6 separate regions of the Mus musculus genome follow, and all the other regions are linked to region 5. The links are chromatin contacts, called in public HiChIP or PLAC-seq and promoter capture Hi-C maps. All regions are on one chromosome and are shown on one strand. The core of a region is the stretch at or near the end of the contact, and the rest is flanking DNA. Distances in the headings are between cores, read along the strand shown. Region 1 holds the start of Mtmr10 (myotubularin related protein 10). Region 2 holds the start of Asb7 (ankyrin repeat and SOCS box-containing 7). Region 3 holds the start of Mcee (methylmalonyl CoA epimerase). Region 4 holds the start of Mef2a (myocyte enhancer factor 2A). Region 5 holds the start of Tarsl2 (threonyl-tRNA synthetase-like 2). Region 6 holds the start of Klf13 (Kruppel-like factor 13).

Region 1 (2,700 bases), core at 101-2,600, 1.4 Mb after region 5:
CACACGGGGATGCCTGGAGACATTCTGGTTGTACTGAGGATGTTAGCAGTTAGCAGAAGATGGGGGCACCACTATCATGGAACTGATAAGAGGCCAAAGAGGTAGGGATGGCTGTCAGCTCAGGACAGCTTCTCACAAGAATTGCCCAGCCTGAAAGGTCAATAGTGTCTCTACTGGGAAACAAAGTTCTAAACTGAAAGAAGCAAACTTGCAGACAGCTGACAACTTCAAAAGCCAATTACAGAGTCAGTCAATGTCTGCTAAGCTTTGTCATTATCTTAGAACACAGACATGCTTTTCATACTATCAAAACACATTAAAATGATTGGATTATTAATCATGATTTCATTAGGTGGTAACACATATGGAAAGCATAAGAACTTTCACTACCCAAGCAATTAGATTCATCTTTCAAAACTACCCTTTCAGGAGACAGAAAAGAAATGAGGTAGTTATTCTCTTGAAAGTCTTCTATTGTACTTTAAACTTTCCGAGACAAACATCAATTATGTCTAGCCAACTCTCTGGAGAAAGTTAAAAATAATGGAAAGGGAAAGAGAACTACACAATACCATTCCGTACAATCTCAGTCCAAGGCACATTCAAATTCTGAAATTTACCTGGCAAAAGGACCGGCTCCAGCTTTTTAATCTTCGGTTCGGAACTGATCTTATCGTCAGTCTGAAATACAGGAACAAAATAAAGCAAAATCCAAACACCGCCCTGTCACAAGATACTAAGGCAGATTTTCTAAGTGATGACACATGCAACAGACATATATCCCCTACTAAAAACTCTTTCAGGTCCAAATAGAGATCGTTTTAAGATCTTCTCGTCGACTTGAGAGCCTCACAATAAACATATTTACAACAGCCCAAGCCGCTTTCAAGAATTCACAGCTATGAGACAGGTAAGCTCTGCGAGGTGTCCACAGCGCTGCAACCATCTGGCAGTCACCGCAGGGTCGGTGCCCAGCCCCGAAGGAAGGAAAGAAATGCAGCTCCGGACGGTTCTACGATCTCGTCACACGGCAGGACTAGGGACCGCAGGACTTCGGCCAGAGAATGGCCGCCGCCGCGGAGCGCTACAAGTTTCTACTGCGCCCGTGGCTCCCGGGAGGCGCGCTTGCCGGCGACTCGTCTGGGTCCCGAGCCCCCCGCCGGGTCGCGAGCGCTTACCTGGGCCGGCGGCAGGAGGTAGGACCTGAAGCTGGGTCTGGGCGGCTTGAGAGAGAACATGGTGCCGCCGCCTGTGCGCCCCGGCCCTATGGCCGGTCAGAAGTCTCCCGGTTCAGCGTTCCCGGTGCAGCTGCCCAGGCCGGGTCTGCGGCCCGCCCCGCCGGGCGGACTGACGGGCGGGGACGGACCAGGCCGAGCGCCCGCCCGAAATAGGCGGAGCCTGGTGGAGCCACGCCCATCCCCGGAAGCGACTCGCGCGGAGCTGCAGTCAAAGCTTTCAGTCTCTAGGCGGTACTGTCACGGAGCGCGACGCTGGAGTGGGGCGCCACGGGGACCCGAGAGGCCATCTTGAGAGCGCGCTTCTACGGAGGCCCGCAGGGGTCACGGAGGATTTCACAGGCCTACTGCGACTCACGAGGGTCATGCCGGCTTCGCGAAGCTGCAATGGCCTGTGGTGGTCAGTGTGCACGGTAGCTGCTGTTCCAGGACCCGAGTCCTCCGGCATCTGCGATGGCTGCTATATTAAAGGAGGGAAGACTTTTCTTTCACCTCTTGCTACCAATTGATTTAACCACTGGTTTCCTTGAGGTTCTGAGGCTTGGCTTGTGCTGAGTGCCTGGGACAGATGATACTGGCTGGCAAACCAGAACCCCCAGTTTAGTTTTCTGATTTTATTCTTCTCGTTAAACTTTAAGTGAAAAGGGATATTAAGCAAGTTGTCTCCCCACGCCCCTTTCCATCCTCATTTATAAAGATGCTATTCAACAGGTAAGTTAACAGAATTCCAGGGAGAGAAGACCCCATCGCTGGTGGGAACCAAACACTGTTAAATTTCAAACCCTGGGACTAATAGGTCAGGTGCCTGTTTAACATATAGCATACCTGGCTTCCAGGTTCTCTCAGCATCCCTTAGTCCCTAGCTTTTATGGGACCTGTTATGGTTAGCATACCCAACCCTCTACCCAGGGACTCTCCAACCCAGGGACTGGGCTGCCCTTCCCCAGAGGCTCTTCTCTATAAAATCCAGTCATTTTGGTTATTTAATGACTGATCTCTTTCACCTTTTGCCCTCTTGGCTGCTACACCTTCTTCCTCTCTCTCCTCTCCCCCTTCCTGCCCTGCTCTCCTCACATGGCTCATGGTCAAGTCTACTCTGAACTCTCCCAGATTTCTCTGCCTCTGGCTATGATCTCCCTTTTATCTACAAAAAACTTTCTCCTCCACCATACCAAAGAGTAGTCATGTCCTTTCTTTTCTTTCCCTTTTCCCTTCATTCATACAGTAGGTTGTGGAAATGAGAATCTGCCACTTAGCTGCAAAGGGCTGTCCAACTTCAGCACAGCATAGGGTATGTCTAGATTTGTTGTGCCTCTGAACTGAAGTAGACTTTGGTGGGAGGGGGCCAGTGGTATTCCATGCCCCTATACTTTGAAAAATAGTGGTCCAAACTCAACATTTTATCATGAATGTCAGAGGGAAACTGACGTGAGCCCCAGAAATCACAGTCATCATGCAGACAAGT
Region 2 (2,700 bases), core at 103-2,602, 1.0 Mb before region 5:
CAACAAAATATCGCAATAGGTTACATCATCCCCAGGAATCCAATTCCCATAACAGCTTTCTCTATTATGTGATCAATGCAAAACATAGAAACGGGAATCATTCTGGCATGACCTATACATTCCTGCAAAATCTGCAGTCTGCCCACACCCCCTAATCTCATTTCCATCTTTCTTCCCCTTACTCAGTCACAGTTCCCCTAAACTTATTAAAGTACCAAAGGCTTTGCACTTCAGATTAACTGCTTGTAAAGGCCTTCCCTCAGATCTTTGTTGGCTAGTTTTTTTTGTCATTCACAGAGCATAAATGTCATTCTCTGGGAGACCTGGCTCACAATCTAAGAGTCTAGCGCATCCTAGTCAAACTGTATTCCATTACTTTGTGGGTTTTTTTTTTTCCCTAATCATTCTGCAGTTTCATCTTCTCTTGTTAAGATAAAAGAAAAAAAAAGAAAGAAAAGAAAGAAAGGAAAGAAAAGTTCACAAAGTCTCCCCAACAACTAGAGTAGTGTCAACCCAGTAGACACTTGCTAAAAGAATCAATGCATTTAAACAATGTATCAATGTGCCCACTCTGCGCCCCCCTCCCCCGGCTCTTTTCATTCACAAGAAACCACTAGGGTCGCTATCCTCGCAGGCAAGCCCTTGAACCAGCCTCGCGATCCCAAAGAGCGTGCTCTCTCGCAGGCTGGGCGAGGCAGCCTGGAAGCTAACCGGGTCTCAGAGACCGACAGATGCACCAAACATCGCCACTCGCTTCCAAGAAGCACCGCAGAGCGACGACGAGTAGGGGCCCTCATCGCCTGCTCTCGGCCCTGTCGCCTCCCCCGTCGCTCAGCCTGCCACGCACGTGTCGCTCCAGCCACCCAGCTCAACCTGGGCTCCTGCTTACCTGGCTGCCATCCCGCCGGGCCACGCAGCCATCGCCCGGCCACTCGTGCCCACAGCTGCCTACTCCAGGCCACCGTACTCCACGGAAGGCCTTGCCGGCCCCTCCCTCAGCAGGCGTAGAAGCCCCATTCGTAGTACAGTGTCTCTTAGCAACCGCTTAGAGTCTCCAGGCTGGGGGTGGAGCCTGGAGAACCGCTGCGGGGAAGCGGAGGGGACGAAGGGAGAGCGACCAATCGGAGACAAGTCCCAGCCTCTATTAGCCCGCCTCCTCTAACTGTCGCGAATCCGCGGGCAGCTTTACGACAGCCAGGGGGTGGGGGCATCTGTGTGAGGAGAAGGAAGCAACCAACCAACCAAGTCGCCCCCACCCCCTACCCCAACCCCCACCCACCGCGGATCTGGTTTACGGCTTGGAGCGCAGGCTCCAGTGCGGCAGCTGATTGGCTGTCGAAGGCTTGGTCCCATCCCAGTGACCCCAAAGTGCTGGAAGGAGGGGGCGGGGGTGGCCCAGTGCAAAGTGCATCCCGAAAGCCCCCTGTCGGGACACCCTGCTGCTGACACTTCGGACCTGGTATGACTTAGGGTCTCTCTGTCCCCAGACCTCTTGAGTCCCTCGGTAGCTGAAAGCCTCCGGCCCGGCGCGCGGCAGACCCTTGGTCTGAGCCCCTGGACCGGGACTGCCCCCCCCCCCCCCCACCCAGCCGGCACTTCCTCCCAGCGCCCCTTCCCGGAGGCTGCTCCGAGGCCAAGACCGCCACCCCCAGCCTGATCGACTATCTGGATGCTCTCTGGGTTGGGGCCGTGAAGCACCCAGGAGGATCAGGAACACGGTGTCCGGCCCTGCCTGGGGTGTTTCTTCAATGGAGAAGTTGGTGAATGTGCAGGAGGCTGAAAGGAGAGAGAGGAGCTGCAACTGAGGACACAGGTAAAGTCAGTTTCTTCCTCCCTTGAGGGGAGGGGGCTGGCTGGGTGGGGGTTGGGGGAGAAGCCCTGCTCTAGCCTGCCTGCCCTTGCCACCCTCCAGCCTTTGCTAAGCTCCCCCATCCTCAGAGCCCTCTCCTCGCCCCTGGATCACTGCACCACTGATCGGTTTCTGTTTTCCAGGTTTGAGCTTGCTGGAGGACACTCGCGAGTAGAAGGGGTCTGGCCACCCACCAGAGGAGCAATAAACAGAGTGCTTTGGACCAGCATCCTCTTGAAAGGTAAAGAGGCAGACCTCCCTTCCCCCATTGTTTACTCCTGGCCCCTACCTCATTAAGTAACGCTTTATTTCCAGGGTGGTTGCCTGGGAATGCAAGCTTTCTTAGATCCTAGTTTCCTAGCAAAACCAGAAGCACTGCCCATGCCTGGTCCTTAACACCCCAGTAACTTCTCTAGCCCAGAAACGTCTTCTGGGACCTGATCAGAGCGTTTCCGTGTTTTGCATTATCTTTTGGTATACTGTGTCATGTACTCTGCTCGGAGGCTTGGAGACCTTTTTGTAGTTCCCCGCCTTACATACTCTCATAGGAATTCTTCAATTCCATGTTAATTGCTTGTTAATTCTGAATGATTCTGCTTTTAATTAAACCACAGTTTACTGTTTTGCCCATGTACATTTTTTTCTCTCTATGCCTCCATCAGGAAAGCTTCAGAGTTACCTAACTGATAATGACTTAGTAGCAGAAGGTGAACAGGAGGACTGAAACTTACAGGTTTTGAAGAAAATAATTGGATTTGGTTTTCCTGGAACAAGTGAATGTGTGTAGCTTAAGAATGGGAACAGTATAGGAACTGTATAAAAGCACTATTAGCCCCGGAAACAAAGTATAT
Region 3 (2,700 bases), core at 61-2,560, 1.3 Mb after region 5:
CAAAACTCCAGCATTAACTGTTAATCAGAAAATCATTTTCACTTTTGTGCTCTGGCTTTTGCTACAATATACATACACACAGTACTAAGGTGTTTTTGTTTTTGTTTTTGGACAGGGTTTCTCTGTATAGCCCTGGCTGTCCTGGAACTCACTTTGTAGACCAGGCTGGCCTCGAACTCAGAAATCCACCTACCACTGCCTCTGTGATTAAAGGTGTGCGCCACCATGCCCAGCTTTATTTATTTATTTTTTTTGCGCGGGGGTGGGGGGGTGGGGGGGTGGGGTGTTTGTGGCCCATGACTTTGCCTTGGAGACTTGTTTGTTAATGCAGACGAGGAATTTTGTGATTGACTGGAAAGGCTAGAGGGTTCCACAAAAACCAAATTCAACCTAAGAGCAGACTTGGAAAGATGACTAGTTTCCACAGGTGAGCAGACAGAACTCTCCAGGCCTTCCAGTTCATTCGCCTAACACCCTTTAAGCATGCTAGCTAATGGATTTGTCACAATTGTAGCAGAGTAACTCTGGAACCATACTGCCGTATATTTTCTTCCAGGTAGACAATCTCAGACTGAGGGTAGTAACTGCCATCATGAAGAAAGAAGAAAATGGAAGAGAAAGTGAGACAGGCGGGAAAGTTGGGCATCTGTCACCAAGATTCTGCTTATCGATAAAAGAGATGGAGGTCGAAAGAATTCAAGGAACTTACAAATCCTTCCGCTTGTTCCTTTCCTGCTCATGTCAGATGAAAACATTTAGTGTGGTACGTGTGTAAAACAGGCTTGGAGTCACTTTCAGGACTCGCCACTTTGCTCTTTTCTCCTATCTCTTAGAGCACACATATAATAAATAACTCAAGTCCCCTCTAGATTTACTGCAAGTCCTGACTTGCTGTGTTCCTAGGCAGATTACCTGTTTGGTCCACGTTTGCCAAGGGCAACCCCTGTGCACAGAGGACAATAAGGAACTCCCGTGCTAAGAGAGTGCAGCTCCGGGAGCCCAACACTTCAGACCCAGGCCTTGGCCACCCGCGGCCTCCCGTCCAGCGTGCCCCGCACCCGGAGCCCCTGATGGTGCCCCGTATTCACCTGTAGCGCCCGCAGCCAACGCGGCGGCCTTCACTACACGCCTCATGTCCAGAAGCTACAGGCTTGCACAGCGACCTAGGGCAGAGACAACTGGGAGAGTGGGCAGGGGGCGGGGACTGAGGCCCGGGGCGTGTCAAAGCTGAAGTGGGCGTGGAAACGGGGCAGGGACGGGGCGCGAGTCCGGGGTGCCCAATACCCTTCAGGGAGCTAGACCGCTGAAGAGAGCTGGGCGAGCAAGGGGCGGGGCGTGAGACCTGGGGCGGGGTCACGAGACGCGGAGCTTGACTGACGGCGGGACGAGCGGGGGAGTGGCGGGTGCGGCGTGAAGCGACCTTCTTTTTCGTTACATTAAAATACTTATTGTATCGAATGCAAAAGCAGAAAGCAATCACGCGACACCACTGTGGTCTTAGAAATACAAAACATTTGGAGAAAGTGCCAAGGCGCTTGAGATGACCAATGGCTCTTTTCGGTGGTCTGCCCCACCCCTACGCATGCCCAATAGAAGTGTTTGCGGCTATAGGCCGGAACCTGTGTGTGGCGGAACTTTAGGCTCTGAGCTTCAGGTTGCATAAGGCGTGTGTTTGGCGTACTGCTTCCGGCCGGCCGGCCGGCTCGCAGCACTCGCGTGGTGCCGTAGTGTGTAGCTATGGCGCCTCGCGTGTTTCGTCGACAGACTCTGGAACGGTGTCTGAGGGAAATCAGGAAAGCCACCAACCGACCGGAGTGTTTCCTCACGTAAGTACAGATCCAGGTCTGGGAGAGAGCAGCGCGCATCTCACCGGTGCTGGGCGGGCCAGCATATGGCAACTTCTGAAAGCCAGGAAGGGAAAGTACAGGTCGCTTAGCCCCAACTTCAGACAGTTTTTGCTCCGTTGGCCTGTCAAAATGCTAAAAGTAAAAGCGGCTCGGTGCAGATTTCCTAGTTGTGGGCTATTGCACTAAGCCCAGTTATTCGCGTCCAGAGAGGCTCATTGAGGGCGGAATATGCTTTCTGAATTTGTCCCCAAAATACACACTGAAAGTACGTACTTGTTGCTTGTCAATGCATTTTCATGACTTGTGGTGGAGACCCACAGCCAGACAGTAGACGAAGCTCGGAGAAGCCCGCAGAAGAGGGAGGAGGGGTGACTGTAGGAGCCATAGGGGTCCCAGGACACCACAAGAACATGGCCCACAGAATCCACTAACCAGGGCTCAGGGAGGGGCCCACAGAGACTTTACTGGCTATCAAGGAGCCTGCGCTGGTTAGCGCTGGGTCCTCTGCATATATATTGTGATTGTTAAGCTTGGGATTTTTGTGGAACTTGTAGCAGTGGCAGTAGGCTCTTGGAGCTCTTGTACCCCTGCCGGATTGCCTTGAAATGAGGGGTTGTGTTTGGTTGATATCTCTGGAAGCCTACTTTTTCTGAAGAGAAACGGAGGAGTACTGTGGATCTGGAGGAGGTGAGGAGGGAGAAGAGGCTGCAATTGGGATGCTTTGTAGGAAAGAAAAATAAATTTAAAAAAAATAGGAGAGACTTCTTTCTTCCCAGCACTTTGATTAAGTTCTGTAAAATTATGACTCTGACTTATTATTTTTTAAATATTTTTTATTATTACGTATTTTCCT
Region 4 (2,700 bases), core at 29-2,528, 1.7 Mb before region 5:
TTCCCAGTTCCTCCGCACATCTGCTCACCCACCCCCAAAGACTTGTTTTAAAGCCCTAACCACAGAATTGAGCCTCTCATTTTCGAATGAGGGTTTGTGCCCATTGCATGGGCAGCTCTGGGTTCGGATACCAGCCATCACATTCTTATTACCTCTACAGCGGTAGCAACTTTTGGGGGTGAGGACCAGCAGAGAGTCACCCCCATAAGCCTTCTCTGGACAAAATCAGTAAGTTAACAAAATACAAGTGCTGTCTCAAAGACATCTTTTCCCCTCAGAAAAATCAGTTCGTCGAGTAGTTAGGAATTCAGATCCTTATGGCCCTTCTCTGACGCTGTGTGACCCTGCGTGGTCAGAGTGGTTCTCAGTTTTCCTTTCTTATCTGCCGAATGGGAACAGAAAATGAGGTGAACTTCACTGCGATGTGAGTACTAAGTGAGATACAGTTTACCACTAATCCATACTAGCTAGTATTAGTAGCCCAAATAGGCAGGTTGCCTCATTCTCAAGGTGTTTCTGCTTTCCAAGCCCCTGCTGGGATTGGGTGGCCAGGGACAGCATCCAACTGCTGGCCCGGCGGGGGTGACCCAGCAGCTGTCCAGGCCTGGACACAGGTGTGGCCCCGACCACAGTGAGGGCGTGGCGAGCCGAGGTTTGGGCAGGCCCGGCGCACACGAGGGCGGGGAGCTGGCCTCGGTCCCGAGCACCGCACAGGGCGTCTGGGCCGTCCCGCCGGGTCGGGCCTCTCGGCTGTGGTCACGGACCAAGCGCGGGGACTAGTCACGCGCCGCGTCACCGGAGCCGTGGGCCCGGGCTGGACCAGGAGGCGGCGGGGGCGCGACGCCACCGGCCCGCCACGCCCAGGCCCTCATCAAGTGACCAGTATCCCTTCCAGGAGAACACGGTCCTTCAAAGAGGGAAGCGCGCTCCAGGCTGCAGCCCCGGCGCCAAGCAGCCGTCATCTCCTTCCTGTGCCGGGTGATCTGTCGCCTCACCCACCCGGAAAAACATAGTCCGCCCCTCTTGTCCTTGTGCCACAGCGCTAGCTGTTGAGAAGGCGCGGCTCTCTCTGACTAGTCCCTCGTCTTGTCCATGACAAACCCTTCAGGACCCACCGAGAGCAGAAATATACCCTAAAAGGAGAGCCCGGGAGAGAAGAAAGAGAGGAAGCCGAGAGGAAGGGAGAGGCGAGGCCCGCGGAGGGACACCAAGACGTCCTCGCAGTGCGCACGCGCGCCGCGAAGAACGAGTTCCGGCCTGGCCGAGGCCTGACTCCTAAAAATAGCCCCGGTGTGGGGATCCGTGCGCGGATGTCCCGGCGAGTCCCGGGCTGAAGGAGGCGGCTCCGGGCGGCGCGGAGTGCTGTGGCGGGCCGGGCCGGGGCTGCGGCGTGTGCGCGCCCGCCGGCAGTAGCGGAGACTCGGTGAGGGGCCGCGGGCGGCGGGGATGTGGCGGCGGCTGGGAAGGGGGTCGGGCCGCGCTGGGAGTGGGGGGCACTACCACGGAGGGGCTGCGAGGCCGAGGAGGGGTGCCCGCGCGGCTCCGGGCGCCGGGGCGAGGCTGGGCGTGGGGCGGCCGGGCCCTCGGGAGAGCGGAGGGGCGCGGCCCCGTGCGGTGGGGGCGGGGTGCCCTGGGGCGAGCCCGGGGGGCTGCGGGCGCGGCGGCGGGGGCCCGCGGGGGGGACTGTCGCGAGCCGCCTCCCTGTGCGCGCCACCTCTGGGGCCCCCAGCCGCGCCGCCCCGCTCCTCCCTGAAAGTTGACGGAGTTCCCAGGGGGCCGCGGAGCCACTCGGTCCATTCCTCCAGCGTCGCGGATCTCGGGGTCTCCCCGCTCCGTAAACCGCCAGTGCGGGGGGCGTCCGGCCCTGTGGTCGCACTTAAAGTTCCCCCACTTCTGCTTCGGGGGGAAGGTTGGTTCACTGGGGCGGGAGGTAGGGGGTCGAACTCTCCCGTGGGGATATCGGCGTTAGGTTGTGTGTCTGGACCTGGCCCGGGCGGTGGCCGGGTTCGAGCACCTGCGGGTGCGGGGAAAAGGTCTTGGGAGTCGGGGCTGCAGAAGGGACCCGCTCCTTGCAATCGGGTAGATCCCGCCTTAGGTCTCAGGGTGAGATGGAAACTTTGCCTTTGGGTTCGATGTCATCTGTTTTTGGGCGGTTGAGGATTAAAGATCAGTGATATTGCAGACAAGTTTGGGAAAGGTGAGCGTTTTCTGAATTAGCATTTCCCCCCTCCCCCTGGAAAAGTGTAACTATCAAATTCTTGCTCACTCGGACCTTAAATAGGTCCCTGAGCTCTGAAGCCCCTGTCATCATGATCCAGAAGGCAACGGAGTGTAGACTGACTACACCGTCGCGCTAACCTGTATGTTTACTGTGAAATTGGGATTCCAGAAATTGAAATTAGAAAGACCTGCTGCGATGTGTTGACAACTATTTTAAAACTAATATTGTATAACAGTTTTCAAGTTTGTAGCGCAGCGCATCGTGTTTCTCTTATGTCTTTCTTGAAACATCCATTACTGTATGACAGTGAGGTTCTGTAAAGCAGTAATTAGGTGTATATTACACAAGAGTACTTTCCCTTTAAGAATCCAGCTGCGTTGTTTTGGCAACTGCTAAGTAGTCTAGTTGTCAGTTTTAAAATCTATGTTACCTTGGCAGTACTTGGACAGTCTGAGGAAAAGGTAAACAAAGTAGTGTGT
Region 5 (2,700 bases), core at 12-2,511:
CGGCTGGGCTGTGGGAACCAGGATCTACTTATAACCCTCAGGGATCTGGTTTCAGAGTTCAGCCCTATCTGTCCGAGCACATTAAAACTGGGGGTGTAGCTCAGTAATAGAGCACTGCCCAGTATTCACAAGGCCATGGGTCCCATAGCCTGCAACACACACAGTCTCTGTGTCTCTCTGTCACTCTTCCCTAAACTTTAAACAAATAATGTCACTGGAAATTGTGGCTGCCACCAGACTCTTATTCATTGCACTATTTCATTAGATGTTGCCAGAGCAAAAACAAAACAAACAAACAAAACAAAAACCAAAAACCCCTCAGTTTTAGAAAGCCTTTAGAACTTAGAAAAAAAATTCTTCTAATTTGTTACTTAATAATCTTCTAAAACATGAAAATACTGTAATCAAATACTTCTGTTAAATATACAGATCACATATAGGCCTCAAAGCAAACCACCAAAATAAGACAGTAAAAATAACCTGTCTTCAGATAGCACAGAACCAGCCAGCAGAGAGAATAGAAACTGTTAGGTCCTCTTCTCCAAGGATACTGTGACTCTTAAACACTGAAGCGGCCTTTTAAAAAGTTTTTATTTGAGACAGCGTCTTCTCATATTGCCCTGGCCGACCTGATTCTCAATATTTACTCCAGGCGGGCCTTAAATTCTCAGCCATCCTCCTGCCTCAGCCTCCAGAGTTCTGGATTAGAGGCATGCACCTCAGTTTGATCTGCTACTGGAGGGAAAAAATGTTGTTTGCAGTCTGTCCAATGAAGAGCTGAGAAATTATACCAGCTGGTCAGTTAGGAGGTTGGTGGAAACCTAGCGGTTCCCCAGGCCGTGGGCAGTGGGCAGGGCGCGGGCGGGGACACACCCTGCAGCCCTGTCCGCACCCGGGTGCAGAATTGGAACCCGCTGAGTGCGTACTCCTGGGCCGCCGGTTACCTCGTGCGCCGCCGCTCGCCCGGCCTCGGTGCGGCGCTGCTCCGCCAGGCGCAGCCGCAGGCCACACAGGCGCTGGTGCAGGTCGCGGTTCTCCGCCTGGAGCTGTGCCACCTCGCGTGTCAGGCGCGGGCCCTCGGCTTGGCCCCGCTCGGGCCCGCGCAGCTGCTCGTCCCTCAGGCGCTGCACCTCCGCGCACAGCCAGCGGATGTCCTCCTCCTGCCGCTGCAGGCGCGAGGCCACCGCCTGAGCCGCCAGGGCCTGGGCCGCCATGGTAGCTTCCCTGTGCCACCTGAGCCCGCCAGCCCAGCCAGAGTGACAAGGAGACGGGGCGGGGCGGAGCTGAAGGACTTCGGGAGGCGGGGTGAAGTGGGGGTGCATCACTATATGGGGCGGGGCGATGGAGGAAGAGGGGCGGGGCTGGAGCTGGGTATCCCTGCATGGGGCGGAGCGATGCACGGGCAAGAGGCGGGGCCATATCGGGGCAACTGTGCAGAGGCCAGGCGATGGGCAAAGAAGAGGGGCGGGCTATAGGATAATGAAGGGCGGGGCAGGAGTGATGGGAGGGGCAAGGGTAGGCATCATTTCAGAGGAGAAGCGATGAGACAGCGCGGCATCATCGCTGGGGAAGATGAGACGGCTGAGCAATGCTTCATAAAACAAGGAAAATGGGCAGGGGAGTGTGGCAGGGAGCACGGGCAGGAACACGGCCAATGTTGGGTGCACTGCAGGATTGAGAACTACGCTCTGGACCTAGGCAGCAGGAGTGGGACCACCGGATGGGCATCTTTAGCGTTTGGAGGCATGTCCAGGTGCTACTGGAAGTGTGTTCAGTCTAATGAAACTGGAGTTTGAGATATTGAAGCCCAGAGGAGGTGCGTCTCTTGACCAGATTGTCCAAACCGTTAGCAAAGCCTGATGGATTTCTTTCATTCCCCTCTTAAATTCTTGCAGTCACCACACTGTGCAAACAGGTTCTGAAAAGCGGCCATTGAAAATAGACCTTCATGCCAAGGCTGTGCAAATACAGTGGCACTTGGCAAGGACACACAGAAGAGCACTACAAAAACTTCAGCCTGGCCAGCACAACATTGTTCACTATTTGAGTCTAGAGCAAATGCTGTTTATAACTGTCTTAAGATTATTTTAAGTAGAAACATTTGTGCTATCGGACTTTGGAAACAGTGGTCCGCAAAGAATTAAGCTCTCATCCTGGAGCAGGAAAGGGCTGAAGCCCTGCTGCCCCCTGGGGGAGGAGTTGCCCTAGGAATTGCTGGACAGACTGGAACTAAGCCGATGATGGAGCCACACCTCCACCACTGGCCTCTACTTAAACTTAAACCTCATATTAGCACCCCAATGACGGGCTTGGGGTAGGTGGCTGAACCCCTGTAGCTGTTCATCTTCCCACTGTAACCACAATGAATAAATCTCCTTTCTCTGCTTTTTATTGTTAACTGTCATTTTAATTGGCATGTTTCAGAGGGTTAGCTGAGCTTATGTCGTTGAAACTTCCAGAAGCCAGGCTTTGACTCTAAAGACTCCAGTAATAAGTTCACACATGACTTTGTTTCTCTTATAACCATGAGCAAGAAGCTTCCTGTGGCAAGAACAAAAGTTGGCTTTTACTGTTCTTAAGTTCCTAGAATGTGCCAAGACATGAACGAAGCGATTTGGAAATAGTCACTTCTTAAATCTTCATTAAAAGAGATGATACCATTATACCCATGTATAATGCAGAAACTAAGGCACAGAGGGT
Region 6 (2,700 bases), core at 11-2,510, 1.7 Mb after region 5:
GTCGGGTCTCCCTGACTTGGTGGCTGACTTATTTTAAGGTATCATCCACAATGAAAAGGAGAGGCTGCTGATCCTACCCTCACAGGTCAGAGGCCAGTTGCGGCCAAAGTCTTTTGAGTGTGTTAAGATTGGTTCAAAGGCAGTTGGAAGCTACGGGTCTCTCTGATGATGGCCTAGTGTTCAGAGAGGAAAGAACATGAATGTGTGTCTAGACTTTAGAGCAAGGTGGCCTAGTTGGAAGGCCCCGGCAGGACGCAGCGGAGCATTTCCTTCAGAGGCCCAGACAGTGGATGGGTGGGGCGCCCTGGGCGGGGTCCTCGCAGCTGGTGGTGTTTGAAGCCTCCAGGACCGCGGTGGGAGAGGGGCGGCCTGGAGAAGTTGGCAGCAGGCCTGGGGCAGGAAGGGGGAGGAAGGGGCCCCGTGTTCCCTGAACAGCCGCGACCGCAGCCCCAGCACGTAGCTCACTCCCTCAGCATTGGCAGTGGTGGGTCCTGCATCAGCCAGGTTAACATAGGCTCAAGGGCAGTTCGGCCGCGCGGGGGCGGGGCGGCCCCAGTGGTGACAAGGCTCGGGCCAAGGTTGCGTAGAGAACCGGAGCTCAATAGGAGCGGGGTGAGGAGGTGGCTGGAGATGGGCAATGCAAACCCGGCCACCAGAGAACTCCGCTGCGGTGGGGTGAGGCTCGGTAATGTCCCGCCCATAGGCGAGGTCGGCCGCTTAGGTCCCATAGGGACCGATACGCCACCTTGCCCGCACTCCCGGCGGGCGGAGCGACCACAGGGTGTCTTGCTCAGTGTTGCCATCCTCGTGCCACCCACTGCTGCCTGCTCACAAAAGCTCTGGCATGGAAAGGGCCGGCGGGGTTCCCGCTGCGGGAGGCACGCGCCCCAGCCCTGCGCCGCTACACAGCGGCCCGCCACCCTCGGACGTCATGCGTCTGCGCGCCGCGCGCCCGGCTCCGATTTCCGCCCCTCCTCTTGCAGGCCCAGGGGCACGCCCACTGGCGCGCGCAGGTCCCGCGGCCAGTAGAACCCTCTCGAGGACCGGATTGGCTGCATAAAGTACTCAAGAGCCAATGGAGTTCGCGTCTACCACTGGCCACGCCCCTCCTGAGGCGCTCCAGGCTCCCCGCCCCCTTCGTGCGCGCTGCTCCCTGCGGCCGCTGCCGCCTGTAACCTGCGCCGCCAGGATGTGGCTGGGGGCTGACGTCGGGTCCAGATGTGGCCCCGGCCCCGCCCACCCCCGGGGCCGGTCCGCCCACACCGAGCCGCGGCGCGCACGGAGGCTGTCCCGCCTGCCACAATGCACGGTGGAACTGCGACCACAACTTGCAGGGGTCGTGCCTAACGTCGCCTCCGCTCGACGTCCCTAAGACAGGCCGACTCTGACGCCGCACGCGGACCCTCCTTACTGGAGCCCCCCATGCGCTCACCCTCCAGTGCCCGGCCAGGCGGACGCGGAGCCGCGCGGGTGACGGCAGAAGCGGCTACGCGCCCAGCCTAGCCCAGCCCAGCCCAGCCGGAGAAGAGGGCGCGCCGCGCCCCCGCCCCCCGCCGCTCCCGGAGGCCGTGGGTGCGGATGCGCCGCTGACGACTCCTGCGAGAGCACCGCGCGCCCTAGCCCGCAGCATGGCAGCCGCCGCCTATGTGGACCACTTTGCCGCCGAGTGCCTCGTGTCCATGTCCAGCCGCGCAGTCGTGCACGAGCCGCGGGAAGGACCTGAACCCCGGCCCGAGGGCGCGGCCGCCGCCGCCCCCACACTGCCCCGCGTTGACGAGCGCCGCGACGGCAAGGACAGCGCCTCGCTTTTCGTGGTGGCTCGGATCCTAGCGGACCTCAACCAGCAGGCGCCGGCGCCCGCCCCCGCGGAACGCAGAGAAGGGGCCGCTGCGCGCAAGGCGAGGACCCCCTGCCGCCTGCCGCCTGCGCCCCCTGCGCCGCCACCCGGCCCAGAGCCCGCCTCCCCGGGACAAGCAGGCGCGCCGGCCGCGCCCCCCAGCCCCGCGTGGAGCGAGCCGGAGGCGGCATTGGAGCAGGAGCCCGGCCCCGCGGGGAGCGGCGAGCCTGGCCTCAGACAAAGGGGTCGGCGAGGCCGGAGCCGCGCGGACCTCGAGTCCCCGCAGAGGAAGCACAAGTGCCACTACGCGGGCTGCGAGAAAGTTTACGGGAAATCTTCGCACCTCAAGGCGCACCTGAGAACTCACACAGGTCAGTGGGGCGGCGGGGACGCCGCGAACGCGCGGACTAGGGACTGCTTGGGACCGGCCACGCCCCCAGAGCTTCGGGCCCAGCGCTAGAGGGGGCCGGGGCCGAGGGCGGGGAGCCATGAGCTGAGGGCGATCGCAGCCGCGCCCCTGTCCTGGCGCTCTGGCCTCGCGTGACGCTGGCCGTGGCGCTTGGAGCCGGCGCCCTCTCGGCGACCGCGCCCCCATCGGGCACGCCCCCTCCCAGGCTCTTGGGGCGGGGCCGCGGGGGTAGATGTCGTCATCCGGGCTGCGGGCGGCGCGGGCAGGTGCGCTAGAGGTGGTTGGGGGGGGGGGCAGGCGGCGCTCCCTTTTGGGGCGTAGGTGCTCGGGGAGCTGGAGTCTCGCCACCCCTCTTCCCAGGCCTCCGGGCGGGCTCTGGCGAGGGAGGGGCCGGCTGGGGCGGGCGAAGTTCACGCGGGGACAGGGCTCCCTTCAGCCACTCGGCACATTCTTC

The links. Promoter capture Hi-C pulls out the DNA fragments that hold promoters and counts their contacts. HiChIP or PLAC-seq counts read pairs in DNA pulled down with a chosen protein or histone mark.
Region 1: a promoter capture Hi-C map of pre-B cells shows a contact between it and region 5, with 2.2 times the contacts expected there. The contact joins the promoter of Mtmr10 here to the promoter of Tarsl2 in region 5. A contact is called at or near these places in 3 of 39 promoter capture datasets (liver and pre-B cells).
Region 2: a promoter capture Hi-C map of pre-B cells shows a contact between it and region 5, with 11 times the contacts expected there. The contact joins the promoter of Asb7 here to the promoter of Tarsl2 in region 5. A contact is called at or near these places in 6 of 39 promoter capture datasets (the C10 cell line, embryonic stem cells, erythroid cells and 2 more), 1 of 484 Hi-C or Micro-C datasets (pre-B cells), 2 of 115 datasets of contacts at active chromatin or transcription factors (embryonic stem cells and large pre-B cells) and 2 of 9 other capture datasets (adipose tissue and liver).
Region 3: a contact with region 5 is called in a promoter capture Hi-C map of pre-B cells, with 4 times the contacts expected there. The contact joins the promoter of Mcee here to the promoter of Tarsl2 in region 5. A contact is called at or near these places in 6 of 39 promoter capture datasets (the C10 cell line, erythroid cells, hippocampal neurons and 2 more), 1 of 484 Hi-C or Micro-C datasets (the G1E-ER4 cell line) and 1 of 115 datasets of contacts at active chromatin or transcription factors (astrocytes).
Region 4: a contact with region 5 is called in an H3K27ac HiChIP or PLAC-seq map of differentiating embryonic stem cells, with 9 times the contacts expected there. The contact joins the promoter of Mef2a here to the promoter of Tarsl2 in region 5. A contact is called at or near these places in 1 of 39 promoter capture datasets (pre-B cells), 1 of 484 Hi-C or Micro-C datasets (CD4 T cells) and 1 of 115 datasets of contacts at active chromatin or transcription factors (differentiating embryonic stem cells).
Region 6: an H3K27ac HiChIP or PLAC-seq map of cardiomyocytes shows a contact between it and region 5, with 7 times the contacts expected there. The contact joins the promoter of Klf13 here to the promoter of Tarsl2 in region 5. A contact is called at or near these places in 1 of 39 promoter capture datasets (liver) and 1 of 115 datasets of contacts at active chromatin or transcription factors (cardiomyocytes).

What each region holds. Positions count from the first base shown.
Region 1 is chr7:64,286,320-64,289,019 of GRCm38.p6, reverse strand. Mtmr10 (myotubularin related protein 10) reads right to left here and starts at 1,350. Exons shown (of 16, transcript NM_172742.2): 1 at 1,179-1,350; 2 at 621-681. The coding sequence starts at 1,238.
Region 2 is chr7:66,688,213-66,690,912 of GRCm38.p6, reverse strand. It overlaps Asb7 (ankyrin repeat and SOCS box-containing 7), which reads left to right and starts at 1,352. Exons shown (of 6, transcript NM_080443.2): 1 at 1,352-1,813; 2 at 1,993-2,090. It overlaps Lins1 (lines homolog 1), which reads right to left and starts at 1,024. Exons shown (of 8, transcript NM_152815.2): 1 at 890-1,024.
Region 3 is chr7:64,391,232-64,393,931 of GRCm38.p6, reverse strand. Mcee (methylmalonyl CoA epimerase) reads right to left here and starts at 1,310. Exons shown (of 3, transcript NM_028626.2): 1 at 1,089-1,310. The coding sequence starts at 1,134. Mphosph10 (M-phase phosphoprotein 10 (U3 small nucleolar ribonucleoprotein)) reads left to right here and starts at 1,696. Exons shown (of 11, transcript NM_026483.2): 1 at 1,696-1,826. The coding sequence starts at 1,738.
Region 4 is chr7:67,371,436-67,374,135 of GRCm38.p6, reverse strand. Mef2a (myocyte enhancer factor 2A) reads left to right here and starts at 1,278. Exons shown (of 11, transcript NM_001291195.1): 1 at 1,278-1,423.
Region 5 is chr7:65,643,459-65,646,158 of GRCm38.p6, reverse strand. It overlaps Tarsl2 (threonyl-tRNA synthetase-like 2), which reads right to left and starts at 1,261. Exons shown (of 19, transcript NM_172310.2): 1 at 945-1,261. The coding sequence starts at 1,214.
Region 6 is chr7:63,937,475-63,940,174 of GRCm38.p6, reverse strand. Klf13 (Kruppel-like factor 13) reads left to right here and starts at 1,260. Exons shown (of 2, transcript NM_021366.3): 1 at 1,260-2,208. The coding sequence starts at 1,629.